Regions from separate parts of the Zea mays genome. Here region 2 is linked to region 1. A link is a contact called in public Hi-C data. All regions are on one chromosome and are shown on one strand. Each heading gives the region's core, a stretch centred on a gene start, on an enhancer-like site or on the middle of the called end of the contact. The rest is flanking DNA. Distances are from core to core; before and after follow the strand shown. Region 1 holds the start of LOC100273615. Region 2 holds the start of LOC103633710 (potassium channel AKT3).

Region 1 (5,034 bases), core at 1,368-3,867:
ATCCCTTTTGTCGTTGCTCTCAACATGGTCAATGGAGTGCAATAGCCACACATACACCTTTAAATTTGTGAACTCAAAAAAATATGCTTAGCTTAAAATTTTGGTTCAATTTATAAAAGTATGTATACTTAAGTCTTTCATCCCTGTCTTAGTCTAGTTCGATCGCTTTTGGAACGGTTGTCCACAAGAGTACGCAGACTGGTTGGAGGCTACATCACTATGGCTGCTTGGGACACTACCATGCCTGTAAGAGGACAAAAAGGAGCATGAGCACCGTATGTGAGAGGAACACCATACGAGAGAGGAAACACATGAGGAGTACCATAAGGAGGAGCTTATGTAGGAGCACCATGTGATTTATAAGGAGAACCATATGGATATTTATTGTACGGGTATGAAGGAGGATATGGATAAGCAAAAGGTTGTGAAAAAGGAGTGTTAGTGACATGGGCCTAAGTGGTAGGAGGAGCGTCGATCGTAAGAGATTCAGGAGGAGGAGGACCATCAGTATTTGATCGGTATAAATATGGAGGAGGATATAGATAAAGAAATAGTGGACGCAGAGTTAAAGAATGGGGATGAGCAGAAATGTCCTCTCGCTGATGATGGATGAGAGAAAGATTGTCAAAGAAGATCTGCCATACACCAACAGTGGTCTCGAAAAGTTGTGAAGATTGCTCGTTGAGCAAGTTCGTGAACATATCAAAGTTGGGACTCCACCTTAGACTCATACCAAAAAAGAGACCAAAAGTCAACAAATGAAGGAGATAGCTTGTAAATAGGGGAGGAAGGGGTCTAAATGAACCCTTGCTCTCCCTTGATGTATAGGGTGAATTCAGAGATTTTTAAAGATTTTTTGAAACCCAAATGGTTAAAATAATGCTACCTAATCAAGAGACATCACATCACGAGTAGACGGTCGGTACCAAACACACCTGACTAGTAACAACATGGGCTCCAATAAGACGAGTGGTACCAACCGACACGGTCCCACCGACATCATCAATTGATCGATAAGCTCAACCAGGTGTATCACTTTGTTGCTAGAGCTATGATGGTCGATATTGACCGTCCCACACCATGTCAACTGTCGGTAGCGTCTACCACTGGATCCAACATTTATGGATGTTGGTGAGTCCATGACAACTGGATCATGGTTATCAATGTTTACTATCCTCATTAACACTGACACAGCTAAATCACGTTCACTAATTCATCCCACTATGATTAAGATGATGGCACACTAGCTAGATTTGTATTGGACATAAATTATTTTCCTTTAGGCTAACTCCAACAATACCATCCATTTTTGGAGACCCATTTCATCTTTTGCCTATCCACCCAAAATGCACCTTCTATTTGTCTATAATTATCTCCAACAATAATCCCCATCTAAACACATATATCAATAAAATACCATTTTTATTTCCATCTCACTAACCAGGCTCGCTTTCTCTCTTCACTCACTCACACTGCACATAATGAGTTCTGGAGAGAGAACTCATATTTAGGTTAAGTATCACCTTTGGATCACCTATTATAGAGGTATAAGTATCGTTACAGTGCTCATCAAGTACCTATTTTGAGTTTGGGTGTCTATTTAGGTACTCCATTAGAGTTAGGCTTAGGGCCTGTTTGGTAGGACTATGGTTCCTCTAAAAATAGCTCTCGCTTTGAATCCTCTGCTAGCAAAACGACTTCTCCGATACTTATTTATTTGGTATATGAGTTAAATGTCTACAATCTGTTGGCTAAACATTTGCACAAATTAAACACCTTGTGTGCATACTGCGTGTCGTGCTTGCCATGAACCATGGCTTCCACCCTGACACACCAGTGTTGTTGTTCCTCGATGGCGTGCTCCGCGATGATGCGTCGATGCCTTCGTGTAGCGTAACAACGTCGGGCCCCGGTAGCCTTGCTAGTAAAGATGCATGTGCATACATGGAACGAAAACCTCTAAGCGTGGCTACGCATCCTGGCGACACCCTGGCCACGCGGCTACGTGTGGGGACCTCCCTCTGCATGGAGAAACGGAGAGCCGTTGGGAAACCTCTAGGAGCGTGGCTACGCATCCTGGCGACACCCTGGCCACGCGGCTACGTGTGGGGACCTTCCTCTGCATGGAGAAACGGAGAGCCGTTGGGAGCTGGTTTTCCTGGCTCGGACTCCCAACCTTAAAACGGCTCTAGCTCCATTTTTGTAGCCGTTTTTCAACGTGTCTTTGGAAGGGTTCAAGTAAAGAGCCAGAGTTGCTTAGAAGCTCTCTCAAACATGCACTTACAACTGTATCACGATCAAAGGCGTGTCTCATGTAGCCGAGGTGGTGGGATGAATATAAAATAGTATTATCATAATATTATTACATACTAATAAACTATATAAAAATGAAAAATAAGGGGTACACGGCTATACATTTGCCAATAAGATCAATGACAAGTGGACCTACATAATTCATGGTCCCACCTGCAATTAAAGGCATGGTGGTAAGATTTAGTTAGAAGAAAAAAAAAATCCGTCATTCACCATGGCAGGTAATCTGGAGGGGAGGAGCATGATAAAAGGAGGGGCAGAAGGGGAGACGAACGCAGACTGCAGCAGGAGCGGAGCGGGCGGAGAGGTTCCGGGTTTTCGGGGTGGGGTTTGGGAGATGCCTCCCGTGAAGAAGTCCAAGAAGGGGAAGCGGAAATCCAAGGATGGCAAGCTCAAGATTGTCAGGGCGCGGGGCGCGCCGCCGGCGCTGCCGCCGGAGCTCCGCGCCCTCGACACCGAGTGGTGGTACGCTTTCCTGAACAAGCAAGTCGAGCTAGGTATGCATACGCCTTCTTCTCTCTCTCTCGTCCCCTAGCGGAGGCGTTTCCTTGAATTCTCGTCCCGCGTTTGTGCATTCGACCAAATCTGCACAGGCGGCCGCTCCACCCGGGCATTACGGCGGCCGCTCCACCCGGGCATTACGGCGGCCGCCGCGCCTCTTGCTGATTCGGGCACGCCGCTTTCCCAGATGGGTGTGGGTCCGCGCTTTAGCGCTGTTCATTTTGGGGGGCTAGTTGATTCGGTGAACCAGAGGCCGGTCTCTGTGGATGTGCCAAGATTAGGGGTGGGCAGTCTTGGTCTTTGAGTCTTGACGAATGGCTGATTTTGAGCGGAATCAGGAGTTTGCAATCATGCAATGTACTAATGATTACGATGTGAAATGGTCTTGGTCTCGCTGTGTGTGTGGTTAAATTTCGATTTTCTATTTTGGACAGAGCATGCTGTGCCTCCAGATGAGGGGGAAGCATTCAGGCACTTCTTCAGGACTTCAAGGAAGACTTTTGACTACATCTGCTCCATTGTTAGGGAAGATCTGATCTCAAGGCCACCGTCTGGACTGATCAACATTGAGGGGAGGCTGCTCAGTGTGGAGAAGCAAGTGGCAATTGCCATGAGGAGGCTTGCGTCCGGTGATTCCCAGGTGTCAGTAGGGACTGCTTTTGGTGTGGGCCAGTCTACTGTTTCACAAGTGACATGGAGATTTATCGAGTCGATGGAAGATAGGGCTAGGTATCATCTGGCATGGCCAAGCCAAGAGAGACTTGAGCAGATCAAAGCTGTGCTGGAGGATGCTTATGGCCTTCCGAATTGTTGTGGTGGTGTTGATGCCACCCACGTAATCATGACGCTTCCTGCTGTCGAGTCATCTGCAGATTGGTGTGATCATGCAAAGAACTACAGTATGTTCCTGCAAGGGATTGTTGATGATCAGATGAGGTTTATTGATATTGTTACTGGTTGGCCTGGCAGCATGACATTCTCACGCCTGATGAAATGCTCTGGGTTTTTCAAGCTCTGTGAAGCTGGGGAACGTTTGAATGGCTCTGTCAAAGTTTCAGCAGAGGGTGCAGAGATCAGGGAATACATTGCTGGTGACTCATGTTATCCTCTACTCCCATGGCTTATGACTCCATTCGAAGGAAAACATCTGCCTGCCCCATTGCAAAACTTTAATGCCCGCCAAAAAGCTGCAAGGCTGCTTGGAACAAATGCCTTGGCGCGGCTGAAGGGATCCTGGAGGATCTTACACAAAGTCATGTGGAGGCCTGACAAGAACAAGTTGCCAAGTATAATTCTTGTTTGCTGTCTGCTTCACAATATACTCATAGACTGCCATGATGAATTGCTTCCGAGTGTTCAACTTCCCGAACATCATGATACTGGCTATAATCGAGAAAACTGCGAGCAGGTGGATCCTAATGGCAAAGTGATGAGAGAAAACATTACAGCACATCTCCAACACTGTGAAGCTTCCAAGTTTCTCTGCAACTGAGCTAAGTTAGCTTGTTGTTTTGCTGGGATTTTGATGATGCATCATTATTCCTTTTACCTTATGCAATTTCCCTTAGTTTCTGTTATTGTAGTGAGACTTTCTGATTGCAATTCAGTAAAGATTCTCTAGAAATGGCATGGTTCAGTACTATAGAAAATAGCTAGTTGGAAAATTACAAGGACTAGCCCTCATGCTTGGGTTTATGTTCTTCAGGATAATGCCAGTCCTCATCATGCTGAGTGCCATGAAGTTGCATAATGTAACAAAATTCATGAATGATCTGGTAACTGGTATCTTATTTTTTGAATGATTTGATATCTTAAGTTAGGTTGGTTTATAAGGTCCCAGTTTATATGATGAGACCTTTATTGTTGGAGAGGGCTTGAACTTGATTGCATGAATTCCATACCATGATAAATGTGCAACAGGCAGGTCCAGAATTTTGTGGCGTTACCAGATATAGCAGGAATTGCATAACCTGACAAAGGTACATTAAGTTGATCTAGTAAAGGTTGCATGATCTTGATTTGGTTATAAGAAATGTGGATGAGAGGAAACAAACTTTTGTTTAGTTTCATGATTAGAATTAACTGGATTGCGATGATAGAATCTGTTAAAGATACAATAATGATAGTTCCCTACTCTTATCTTACATTGTTCTCAATCGTGATTTGTAATTTCTATCAAGAACTAAAATTGAATCTTCTTTGATGGAGCTCTGTAAATGC
Region 2 (5,034 bases), core at 1,247-3,746, 180 kb before region 1:
CCAATAGTTATCTGACTCGTTGGGATCGACCCCGCGCTTGAGGAGCTGATGCATGAGGAAGTCGTCTCCTCTGGACGCGGCGTAGCAGAGCGTGACGGGGAGCTCGAGCTGGCCCCGAGCTAGCAAGTACTCGATCTCCTCCGCGACGCCGGCGATGGCGCCGCTGTCCCTCTTCTCCTTGAGGTACTGCAGTTAGCAATCCGATGCAACGCAAATGAATCCAGAGAGCAGAGCTTGGGTTGATTGAAATCGGCCGGCACAAATCAACCATGCATGGGGACTGGGGAGGGCCAATTAATGCAGTACTACCTGGATAAGGTTGTTGATGATTATGGTGCCGTCGCCGACGTTCGCCTGGACGATCCTGAGGAACGCGCTGCGCTCCATGCGCAGGAGGTGGCACAGGGACCGCGTCCTCGCCGTGAAGAGCTGGGGCTTGTAGCACAGCACCCCGATCTCGCCGACGACGTCGCCGGCCCTGGCCACCCCAGCCACCTGCACATAACGCACGTACGATGGCATGCTAAGGTTATCCGATCCAATTGTATTGCATGATCATCAGAGCAGGGAGAACGAATTAAGGACTTGCCTGCTCTGAACCGTTCCGGAGCTCTACCAGCTCCTGTCAATGCATCACTGCTTGTCAGTGTCATTTCTTGTTTTGGTTATCAAATTCAACAGTAGCTAGCCTCGAACTGATCGTGAGGGAAAAAAAAGACAAGCAGAAAAGAATGCGTGTGATTTTGTTTGTTTTGTTGTTGTTGTTGTTGTTGTTGTTTTTACCACACTACCGGTGACTAGGATGTAGAAGTCGGACGGCGCCTCGTTCTGCAGGATGACGTCCTCCCTGGGCGCGAAGTACTCGGCGTTCATCTCAGAGACCTTGCATTGGGAACGCAGGCAGGCAGGCAGGCAGCAAGAATTCAGAGCTGGGTGGAGCTTCCAATGAATGATGCCTGACGAATGAATTACCAGCTGGAAGATGAGGTCATTGGAGACGCCCTGGAAGAGGTAGACGCCCTGGACGAGGGCGAAGAAGAGGTAGTGCGAGATGCCGGAGCGGATGGCCTTGGGCAGCGCGTCCAGCGTCTCCTGCTGCTGCAGCCCCTCCGAGTCGGTCCTGAACTTGAGGCTCAGGTGGGACACCATCTGCTCCTGCAGCCGCGGCGGCAGCTGGTGCCGCACCGCGAAGCTCGTCGCCGCCTTGATCGCGTCCCTCTGGTGTGGGTACGGTGGATTCATTCATTCGGTCGGGTGTCCATGGATTCATGTCGATCGCAAGCTAGCATTGGCTGCCGACGACCGACGTACGACAGAAGAGAACAGAAGAAGAAGCATAGCATAGGGTAGTCCGGCCGGCCGTACGTATTTCCTGGTGCGGCTGGTGCCGTGGACGACGAGGTTGGTCATGTTGCCGATGAGGTAGGCGGTGAGGCCGAGGTTGAAGAGCATGTAGAACGTGGTGAACACCATCTCGCCCGTGTTCACGGCGTGCATGTCGCCGTACCCGACGGTGGTGAGCGTGGTGATGGACCAGTACATGGACGCGGCGTACCGCTTCCACACGCTCTGCTGCTTGAAGTCCGGCATGGAGGAGCTCAGCCACGTGTGCCCCGGGTCCGGGTACCTGTCCGCCAGCAGGTAGTAGAAGCACCCCGCGCAGTGCACCGCGAACAGCGTCACCTGCGCGCGCAGACAGAAAGACAGTTCCATTATTTGCTGATCAGTCTGCTGATGAGACTGACGAGCTAGTGGAATGCAAACGGCAGGCAGGCAGGCAGAATCATCGAGCTCACGTACGCAGATGAGCCTTGTGCATCGAACCCAGAAGTAGCGGAACTTCCTGTCCTTCTCCAGTCTAAGCAGAGTAGAGATGAAGGAACCAAGCAAAGCAACGTCGTTGTTCATCAGTTCAAAAAAAAAGCATCCAACAACAACGACGACGTGCGTGCGCACGTACTGTGCGAAGAGCGTGCCGACGCGGTGCAGGCGCCAGAGCCGGAGCATGCCGAAGAAGTTGTAGCTCCTGGCCTGGCGCGGCAGGACCCGGCGGTACACCTCGGTGGGCACGGTGGAGGCGACGTCGAGCGCGAGCCAGGAGCGGGCGTACCGCCACGCGATCCGCCGGGGGTCGTCCTGCAGCAGGTACGTCCCGCCGTCCGCGTACGCCACGAAGAAGGTGAGCGCGATGTCCACGGCGAACGCCGCGTTCACGGCGTTGTCGGCGACGGCCAGCGCGCCCCGCGGGTCCGGGACGAACCCGAACTCGAAGGGCGCCACCCACGCCGAGTACGCCACCAGCGCCACCAGCGAGTGCTCCCACGCCACGTACCGCGGGTCGTGGGGGGACACGATGAACCGCCGGAGCCGGGGCCGCCGCCCGCTGCGCGCGCCGCCCAGCGCCGCCGGGAGGAGCGCGCCGGACGACGCGAGCCTACCCGAGCTGCCGCCACCGCTGCCGCCGCCGCCGCCCCATGGCCTGCCACTCAACGGCATGCCGCGCGCGCGCGCGCGTGCCGTCGTCCTGCAGGCTGCTGCTGGTACACGGCGTAATAATTAACAGTTGCCTCCGCCGGCGAGCCGTGCATGCGACCGCGGACCGCCTCCCTCTGTGCTGCCGCCAGATCGTGGCGTGTTCTGATCCGCTTCCTCGTGCGCGCGGCTTTAATTAGTAATCGAGCAGCGAGCGCGGCGGGAGTGACAGTGGCTCCTTCGTCCCCATCGCGCAACTGGGCTTGATTGGGCTTTCAGCCTTTGGGTCTATCGTTAGGAGCAACGGCCTGATTAGATAGAAAAAGGTTAAGCTCCAGGCCTCCAGTGCAGCAGCACTCCACTAGTAGATTGTTGTACAAGGAGGGATGTTTCTCAAAAAGGAAAAGTTTATTGTTGTGGCTTTCAATGTTTTAATTAAAATGTACTTCCTCCAAAAAAATTTTATTTGACGTTCTTTAGTTCAAACTTGAACTGCATAGCGACAAATATAAAAAAACAGAGGTAGTACCATATAGAACCGTAAAATTTATATGTTGTGAAAATAATTTTCAATAAAACTAGTAATGTCAAAAATATCACTACCGGAATTTGGATCTTTGCCGAGTGCCATATTTTTTGCCGAGTGTTTTTTTGGCACTCGGCAAATAAGCTCTTTGCCGAGTGCCACGCAAAAAATCCTCGATAAAAGAAAACACTCGGCGAAGAAGCTCTTTGCCGAGTGTTTTATTTTTGACACTAGGCAAAGAGTTTCTTTGCCGAGTGTCTTTTTTTGACACTCGACAAAGGGCTCTTTGCCGAGTGTCACAAATACAACACTCGGCAAAGAGCTCTTTGCCGTGTGTTTTTTTCCCAACACTAGGCAAAGACAATTTAAAAATCATATTTTAAAGAAGTAAATTAATTCAAATGAAAATGTTTTCAACTACAAACTTATATAACTCATCATGATGTACAATTTATATATTGAACATTTCTTCATATGACAAAATAAAAATAAATTTATTCATAAAACCTATATCTCTCGTAGTTTATGAAACTACGAGAGAGACGTATAAAATTTGTGCATATTGTTAGAACCATCATGTGAGATAAACAAATGACCAAACAACCAAAATAAATTTTGTAGATCTTGAGAAGTTATAGATGTTTATTGTCGGGGACCATAATTAGGGGTACCCTCAAGACTCCTAATTCTCAGCTGGTAACCCCCATCAGCACAAAGCTGCAAATGCCTAATGGGTGCGATTAAGTCAGGGATCGGTCCATTCGAGGGACTCGATCACGCCTCGCCCGAGCCTAGCCTCGGGCAAGGGCAGCCGACCCCGGAGGATCTCCGTCTCGCCCGAGGCCCCCCTCCAGCGACGAACGAACTTCCGACTCGCCCGAGGCCCTGTCTTCGCCAAGAAGCAACCCTGACCAAATCGCCGCGCCAACCGACCAAATCGCAGGAGCATTTAATGCAAAGGTGGCCTGACACCTTTATCCCGACGCGCGCCCTTCAGTCAGCAGAGCCGAAGTGATCGCAGTCACTTCGCTGCTCCACTGACCGGCCTGACAGAAGGACAGCGCCGCCTGCGCCGCACCGACTGCTATGCCACTTGACAGAGTGAGGCTGACAGGCAGTCAGACCCGGCCTCAGGCACCATAGGAAGCTCCGCTTCGCCCGACCCAGGGCTCGGACTTGGGCTCAGCCCCGGAAGACAGCGAACTCCGCTCCGCCCGACCCAGGGCTCGGACTCGGGCTAAGCCCCGGAAGACGGCGAACTCCGCTCCTCCCGACCCAGGGCTCGGACTCGGGCTAAGCCCCGGAAGACAGCGAACTCCGCTCCGCCCGACCCAGGGCTCGGACTCGGGCTCAGCCCCTGAAGACGACGAACTCCGCTTCGCCCGACTCCAGGGCTCGGACTCAGCCCTGGCCTCAGTCGACGGTCTCCGCCTCGCCCGACCCAAGGGCTCGGACTCGACCTCGGCCTCAGAAGACAGACTCGACCTCGACCTCGGAGGAGCCTCCACATCGCCCAACCTAAGGCGCGGACGAGACAGGCCCGACCCAAGGGCCCACACCCCCATTGTACACCTGGATCCTCTTCTTACGCCTATAAAAGGAAGGACCAGGGCCCTCTTACAGAGGGTTGGCCGTGCGGGGACGAGGACGAGACAGGCGCTCGCGTGAGGCGCGTGAGGCCGCTCGCTCCCTCTCCCGCGTGGACGCTTATAACCCCCTACTGCAAGCGCACCCGACCTGGGCGCGGGACGAACACGAAGGCCGCGGGATTTCCACCTCTCTCACGCCCGTCTCCGGCCGCCTTTTCCCCCCTTCGCGCTCGGCCTCGCGCCGACCCATCTGGGCTGGGGCACGCGGCGATATTTCACTCGTCGGCCCAGGGACCCCCCGGTCTCGAAACGCCGACAGTTGGCGCGCCAGGTAGGGGTCTGCTGCGTGTTGACGAACAGCTTCCCGTCAAGCTCCAGAAGGGCAGTCTCCAGCGACCTCTCCAGCCCGGGACGGTGCTCCGTTTCGGGAGTCTTGAGTTCATGTCC

The links. A called contact is a pair of places that touch in the nucleus more often than the background predicts.
Region 2: a Hi-C map of tassel shows a contact between it and region 1, with 3 times the contacts expected there. The contact joins the promoter of LOC103633710 here to the promoter of LOC100273615 in region 1. A contact is called at or near these places in 6 of 25 Hi-C or Micro-C datasets (bundle sheath, ear, leaf and 1 more).

Annotation. Positions count from the first base shown.
Region 1 is chr7:9,101,268-9,106,301 of Zm-B73-REFERENCE-NAM-5.0, reverse strand. LOC100273615 reads left to right here and starts at 2,617. Exons shown (of 2, transcript NM_001148031.1): 1 at 2,617-2,810; 2 at 3,249-4,642. The coding sequence starts at 2,651. The coding sequence ends at 4,306.
Region 2 is chr7:9,276,936-9,281,969 of Zm-B73-REFERENCE-NAM-5.0, reverse strand. It overlaps LOC103633710 (potassium channel AKT3), which reads right to left and starts at 2,496. Exons shown (of 10, transcript XM_008655416.3): 1 at 1,961-2,496; 2 at 1,801-1,858; 3 at 1,366-1,683; 4 at 973-1,218; 5 at 784-882; 6 at 590-622; 7 at 310-495; 8 at 1-186. The coding sequence starts at 2,496.